2 separate regions of the Mus musculus genome follow, and region 2 is linked to region 1. Evidence: chromatin contacts called from public HiChIP or PLAC-seq data. All regions are on one chromosome and are shown on one strand. Each heading gives the region's core, a stretch centred on a gene start, on an enhancer-like site or on the middle of the called end of the contact. The rest is flanking DNA. Distances are from core to core; before and after follow the strand shown. Region 1 holds the start of Ankrd35 (ankyrin repeat domain 35). Region 2 holds the start of Gpr89 (G protein-coupled receptor 89).

The links. HiChIP or PLAC-seq counts read pairs in DNA pulled down with a chosen protein or histone mark.
Region 2: a contact with region 1 is called in an H3K4me3 HiChIP or PLAC-seq map of bone marrow-derived macrophages, with 5 times the contacts expected there. The contact joins the promoter of Gpr89 here to the promoter of Ankrd35 in region 1. A contact is called at or near these places in 4 of 39 promoter capture datasets (embryonic stem cells, liver, pre-B cells and 1 more), 1 of 484 Hi-C or Micro-C datasets (embryonic stem cells), 1 of 115 datasets of contacts at active chromatin or transcription factors (bone marrow-derived macrophages) and 2 of 9 other capture datasets (adipose tissue and pancreatic islet).

The regions. Positions count from the first base shown.
Region 1 is chr3:96,668,071-96,671,698 of GRCm38.p6, reverse strand. It overlaps Ankrd35 (ankyrin repeat domain 35), which reads right to left and starts at 1,568. Exons shown (of 14, transcript NM_001356538.1): 1 at 1,250-1,568. The coding sequence starts at 1,288.
Region 2 is chr3:96,903,671-96,907,298 of GRCm38.p6, reverse strand. Gpr89 (G protein-coupled receptor 89) reads left to right here and starts at 2,001. Exons shown (of 14, transcript NM_026229.4): 1 at 2,001-2,117. The coding sequence starts at 2,076.

The sequences.
Region 1 (3,628 bases), core at 319-2,818:
TGCTTATGAATGAATGACGCGTCAACTAAGCAATATTAGTACCAAGGGACTCATACCCCCAACCTCCTCAGAAGACGCCATTCCCTCCACAGAGGGCCACTCCGGAAGAACTCTTTAGAGAAGGACAACTGTATCCTCCCTGAACCACCATCTTCCAAAATCTTTGTTTTGCTCTAGAGGGGAGAGAACGGAGAAGAGAGTAACCCTTGTCAGGAACTCTCTCATTGTGATCCACTCTGTCTTCTCCTTCACCATCTCATTCCCCTAACTCAATCAAAGAAAATGAACACAAATGCTAAACAAGACAAAGGAATAATTGGGGGTGGGGTGGGATGGGGGGAGAACCAGACAGAACTTGATTGGTCCCAAGAACCAGTCTGAAGACTAGACAGTACAGAGAACTGGCCAGGGTAAATTCTGCAGGCAACTCACCCAGGCTCTTGGGGATCAGCCAGGAGACTTGTCTGTCCTCTGACAGCGTTTGTCTGGCTAGCTAGGTTGCAAGGTTAAGCCACTGTAAGCAGGCAGGAGGTCCAGGCAAAAGGTAGAGGAAGTAATATTGAGGAAAAGGTCACTGGAAATTAAGAAAACAGAGGCCCCATGTTGGACAGACGCTTGGAAAGAGATTTGGATTGGTGCTTGAGAGAGTGGAAGAGGCAGTGTCATGGAGTGGAAGAGGCAAGTTTGGTAAAGGAGGCTGTGAAGAAGGGTTGGAAGAAGGCACTGGGGTGAGAATACTTTGGGGGCAGAAAATACTGTTAGGGGCAGAAAGCAAAGAGTAAAAATGGAGCTATGTGAGAGAGAACGTTGTGAGAAGGCAAGGATGGAAGTGAAGCTATAGGGCAGGAATTAGGGATAGAAGTAGGAACGGATTTAAAGGCTGGGGTGGGGGCGGGCAGATGTCTGGAGGTGGGTTGGTACTGGGAGCCGCAGCTGAAGTAGAGACCAGGGTCATTGGAAGAGAACAGAACTTTAGAAAGCATACCAGAAGCTGGAAGCCAAATATGTTGGGAAAAGGAGCCAAGGGGAAGCACCTTGGGAAGGAAAAGATTAAGGGACAGGGTTTTAATAACACCCATAAGTTCAGTTACCAGGGCTGGCGACCGCATTATCAGAACTGCTAACATCGCAGGAAAGACTGATGCAGGCAGGGTTAATGCGATCATCCATGGAGATGGGACTCAGGACTTCTGTCAACACAGGGCTTGAATCCCAGCCACAGCCCTTCTCCCACACATTTGGCACCTACCGCCACTTGTGAACTGGAGCAGGAGAAGATGCGCTTCATGGCCGGGGCTAGGGCCACGGGGGGACGGGGACGCGCAGAGAGCCGGGCCACAAGTTCCTAACCCAACTCGGCTACGGCTGTGCCGAAAGACAGCTGTCAAAAAGCAGACTGGGTCCCGCCCCAAGCCCCGCCCCAGATCCCACCCCGCTCAATCGTAGACGTTCAACTGAAGGCTGGGCTTAAAACCCCGCCTCTGGCCCTGCCTAACCCCGTCCCTGCAGAGGCAAAAAGCCCGCAGTCTTTTGCGGCCACCCTGGCTGGCTCTCAAGTTCCGCCCTTCAGCCGAAGCCCGCCCCCTGTAGTTACCTACCGAATCCAAGAGGGATGCTCGCAGCCTCCGCACCAGCGACTTCCAGGCCCTAAGTCCCCCGTCTTTCTGCTTGGAGCTCCACCCCCAGTTCCGCCCCCGCCCCCTCTCAAGGACCTCCACAAGCTTCGATGTCACCAACCTCTTTTACCAGTTAATGACTCTTAGTCATAGCCATGACCTGTGTGTGCTTCATCCCCTCCCTCCCAACGCCCCAAGATCTTCTATAGAGTTTGGAAACGTGATGCACTAAGCAGACTTGATCACCAATGGGTGATTTGTGACCCACTGCAACCAGAGGTTGGACAAAACTCAAAGGATCAAGCCGATCACTAACGCAGATCTTAGAAAGCAGCAAGGGGAGAGTTTTTACTGTCTGCTTCCCCACTCCAAGAAACAAACAAACAAACAAAAAGTCCGACCTTCCTTATCCTTTAGACTCACTTCTTAGTAATTCTTGTTTGACAAGTATTAGTTGCAGCCAACTGGTCTGGCCTTCCCATCTCTCCTTTCTCCTCCCTGTAAACCAAGCAAGCCCACCCAAATACTCATGGAACCCTATGGAATAAAGCCCAAAATTCTTTTTAGAAGTGTTTTACATTAATTCATTTACTGAGGCATGAGTATGCGCTAAGGGTGGGCACCCTTGTGGAGGTCAGAAGACAACCGGCGTTGGCTTTCTCCATTCACCTTGTGAATCCGGTGCTTGAACTAAAGTAGTGAGGCTTAGCAGCAGACCCCACCCCCACCCCCGCCCCCCCAAGATGCTATAGGCCCAAAGTTCTTTTCTTTTTTCTTTCTTTCTTTTTTTTTTTTTTTTGTTTGGTCGAGACAGGGTTTCTCTGTGTAGCCGTGGCTGTCCTGGAACTCACTTTGTAGACCAGGCTGGCCTCGAACTCAGAAACCTGCCTGCCTCTGCCTCCCAAGTGCTATTATTACAGGCATGTGCCACCACCGCCCGGCTTAGGCCCAAAGTTCTTAACATGGTTTTCAAGGTTCTTCTGAAACAGAAGCCTGAAGAAGGTGTGGTGACGCATCCGCCTTTAATCTCAGCACTCCGGAATCAGAGGCAGGTAGATTTCTGTAAATTGAGGCCAGTCTTGTGTGGTGGGTCTACATAGCAAGTTCCAGGACAGCCAGAGGTACATAACAGAGAGATCCTGTCTCAAAAACCAAAACCAGAAGCCTGCCTTCACTCTCAGTATTTTCTGGCAAACTTCCAAGTTTAAACTGTTGTAGCAGACCATTCATTCATAATGCCCTTTGCAACTTTTTTTTTTTTAAGATTTATTTATATGTAAGTACACTGTAGCTGTCTTCAGACACTCCAGAAGAGGGAGTCAGATCTCATTACCATGTGGTTGCTGGGATTTGAACTCCGGACCTTTGGAAGAGCAGTCGGGTGCTCTTACCCACTGAGCCATCTCACCAGCCCCCCCCCCTTGTACTTTCTTAATCCATGTAAAGTGTTTTTCATTGTTGTAAAATTTCCCTTAAAACTCTGACAACCTGCCTATCAGTGTGCATTTTGGTGTGTGCCTTACTGGTCATTCTTACCATCACCTAGATGGCCCCCACCTTCCTGTTGTCCGTTTACATCTTTGTTTTTCCAATCAGGTGGGGACTCTCTGATGGCAGTGGTTGTGTTTTTGGTTTTTTTTTTTTTTTAATTAGTCCCCTAGCTTGGCTCATAGTAGGTCTTTAATGTCTGGTAAGTAAATGTGTGAATGTATAAATGCATGAGTGAGCAAAAAGCAACAAGAAAGGAAGTGTCTAGTGTGGAGAAGAAACCATTGTTTCTATAGTTGCTTCTACACTGGTTTTGCTTCAAAAGACTAATGAACTTCTATTCTGAAGAATAGACCGAGAAAGTCGGGAAGAGCCCTGCTCCTGAGCTTAGGACATTGAGGAGGCAGATATGTCCTTGTTGGAGGACTTAGATAATACACTTGATCTTAGCCAACGGTTAAGAAATGACAGAAATAGGGGGAAAAGTTTTCTTTCAAAAAATTTATTACATTTCTTTATGTCTG
Region 2 (3,628 bases), core at 752-3,251, 240 kb before region 1:
TGTGGATACATATCAGGATACCCAATACCGAGTATCTCAGACTTCAAAATACACCAGTATTGCACTCCTGTCTGACTGTCTAGCCAAAGTCGTGATGTTAAATCCCACGCCACGATAAGGTAGGTACTTATCTAAAATGAGTGAATGCCAAGCCGACATCCACCTTCCTAGAAAGGTGGTTAGTCTTAGAGCAAGAAGCACTTTCTGTTCCACGCAGGCACAGAGGATAGGTGACCAGAGGTTCAGAACAATCCCTAGTGTTGCTTTCACGTATCAATCCCAACTTACATATTCAATTTTAAATTTCATCTCTGTGTGTGCTTACTTAAGTTCACAAATCCTATAGATCAAATTAGTTAGGCATAATAATTATACAAGTACAATTTCCCAGTGTCCTCCACTATCCCACAGCTTTGAATGACAGTTGAGTGCCACATTGTAGGCAGCTATCTGCTTCCCTGAGAGATGGGACCAGGAACACAGAGTTCTGTGATTTAAGAGACTCTCATGGTAAGGCAGCCTCCACAGCTCCCTGGCACTCTGGTACAGGTATTTGGTATTTGATATGTAGTTTGTGCTGTGTGCTATCTGGTTTTATGTCAATTTGACACAACCTAAAGTTATCTAAGAAGAAGGAAACTCAATTGAGAAAAATGCCTCCATAAGATTGGACTGGAAGCAAAATTGTAGAGCATTTTCTTAATTAGTGATTGGTGATAGAAGGCCCAGTCTATTGTGGGTGTTGCCATGTCTGAGTTATACACATATGAAGCAGGCTGAGCAAGCCACAAGTAAGCCAGTAAGCAACACACACACACACACACACACACACACACACACACACACACCCATTGCCTCTGCATCAGCTCCTGCCTCAGGATCCCTGCCCTGTTTGAGTTCCTGTCATGACTTCCCTCAAAAGGGAACTACAGTGTGAAAGTGTAGGCTGAAATAAACCCTTTTCTCCCCAACTTGTTTTCGGTCATGGTGTTTCAACACAGCAATAGTAGCCCTAACTAGGACAGGCTGCTTGGTAAGACAGGCTTCAGATCAAAGGAACAGGGGTCTTTCTTTATGTGTGGCAACCTGGGGGAATGTTCTTGTTTATTTATATTATAATCTGAGCACTCACTTTCTAGATACCAGCATCCCCTGCAACATACACTTGCACCCTTACAAGCCTTGACTGTAACTAGTCTTTACAATAAGACTAGCTAGGGTTCTAGTGGGAAAAGTCTAAGTCCCATTGTAGTATATTAAGCCTTCATAAATGGAGTATCTAATGGAAGGAATTATAATTCACTTTGTAGTTGAGCCACAGCCACTCAGACTGTGTTGGGAAGGGGGAAACTACTTTCTAACATAGCCCACCTTTAAGACTCCTACGTAATTATTATTTTGAATTAAAATCTGTCTTCATGTAATTTCTCGTCCTTTGGCCTAATACTCCACACCCTAAAGCGCCAACTATAATGGCGGTCTCATTAGAGTCCAATGAGTGCACACTCTTATAAGCCGTGTGCTTTTGACGTTATCATATCAGAAATTTACTTAGCTATGTTTGAGAAGACTCTTACGTTCCTGTCCACCATCCTTTCGCTTATAGATGTCACACTGCTTTTTAAACCAAGTAAAATCTGTAACATCTGCAACACACTACTTGACTTAAAGCCTCACTCGCTATGTTAACTTATTTTTACTTTCTGCCGTGTTGGGAATGTCACTGAGGACCTCGCACAACTCTCACCCCAGTGTTTCTAGCTATGAAAAATATAAAAATAATTTCATTATATTTAATGGCAGTGCCACTTAAAGCAAATGTTACCTCTCCTCACCTCCTTGTGCCTACTAAGAAGAAACACATCTGCTTTGAGTCTACCCAGCGGCTTCCAGCCCTGCCCACCCTCACCTTCCAGGCAAACGGAGAATGCGGCCGCTGATTGGCTGGCTAGGGCGCATCTTGATGACGTAAGCACGCGCCAGGCCAGGCCGCCTACCACAGCAGGTGGACAGGTCTTAAGCCGCGGCTTCTCTGAGGGGTAGACAGCTGGGCATGGGCCTCCCGAGGCTTCGCCATGAGCTTCCTGATCGACTCCAGCATCATGATCACCTCCCAGGTGAGCCTTGGGAGAACCTGGATTTGCTCAGCCCGCTCCCTTGCCCGGGTGGCGAAGGCTGACGTGTGGTGCTGTCACTCACCTAGCGTGCGTCCCCAGACTCTGGGGAGGGCCTGGCTGGCCCCAGCGCTGAGCCGGTGCCATGCGGGGGTCAGTACCCACGGCGCCCCGAGGCTTCCGGGCAGCTCCGCGGACCACGGAGCCTGGAGAAGCTTGGCTCCCGGCGGGAGGCCCACGGCAGCGTGCCTACCAGGGCTGAGGACCGGGACGGGTATGGGCTTTGCAGGATCCGGGTGCTGACACGTTTGCCTCCGCGAGGTCCAAGTCTGAGCTTTCCTTTGTGCAGTGACACCTCATCTTTCGTTCTCTGGTTGCTGTTCACTCTTTGCGGGTCGCGGTCGACCCACGTTTTCTTCTCACTTGGCCACCTCTATCTACCGTTAAACAAAACCGAAGAAGTATAAACCACTGGCAAGTTCTGCTCGCTTCGTCTAGTGAGCCTCTTGCTTTTCCCATCAGTCGTGTCTCTCCAGGGTTTCCTCCCACCCCACCCCAAGTGTTTATGATAGCCCTGATATCATGTATGTATTTATGTGCATAGCCATGTACCCACTTTCAAATGCAAGCACTCACTAAGCAACTGCAGACGCTTCTTTGCTTGCATTATCGCTCTCACCCCGCATCTTTCCAGTAAAAGATTTTTTTTTCTCTTCATCGCATCCAAATGGCAAGGGAAAGAAACAGTTCCCCTGAGGGACGTAAGTGAGGTACATCCTTGAATTTAGGGTTTGTGCAGCTGCATCCCAATGCTTCCCTCAGCAGAGCATTGCCCTCACCTCTTGAAAACGTCGGTAACAACACTTAAGAAAATGTAAAACAAGAAAAAGCCAACCCATTTCACCACTCTAATACAGTAACCATTTTTCCCTTTTCAAAATTAATACCTTTCAAGTACATTTGACTGCTTTTGTTGCTAGCATAGTGTTCAAATCTGTAAATACACAAAACTCTGGACACTCTGCCTTCTGCTTCAAATCTCTCTGCGCCTCCCCTGTTGTCCTTGATAATGACACAGAGTGGCTTTCAGCCTTACTACCAATTCAAGAAAAAAAAAAACATTTAAGTTTTAAGAGTTTTTCCCCCCACAGGTAAATATAAATGTCCATTCCCAGCTTGTTAAAGAGTACAAAAATAAGAGTATAATTAGAAAATTTCCATGCACTTTCACCTGTGAGATTAACATGAACATAATTCAAAAGTTCCCAAGAATATGGCTTTCTAAACTTTTATGCCTTAAATTTATAATCTTTAACTTTTACAAATATATCCACATGAAATATTAAATTTAACCAACCAAAGTGCTGAAATCTAAAACCCAAACAATCCTTTGCGTCAAATGTTCCCTGTCTTTATATGTTTTGGGGCTACTTTGCCATCATTGAGGTGTTAATTAAATGAAAATGTCACCACAGGGAGGCGTAACTTGTCCCCTATCAATAACCAAAGGGGCC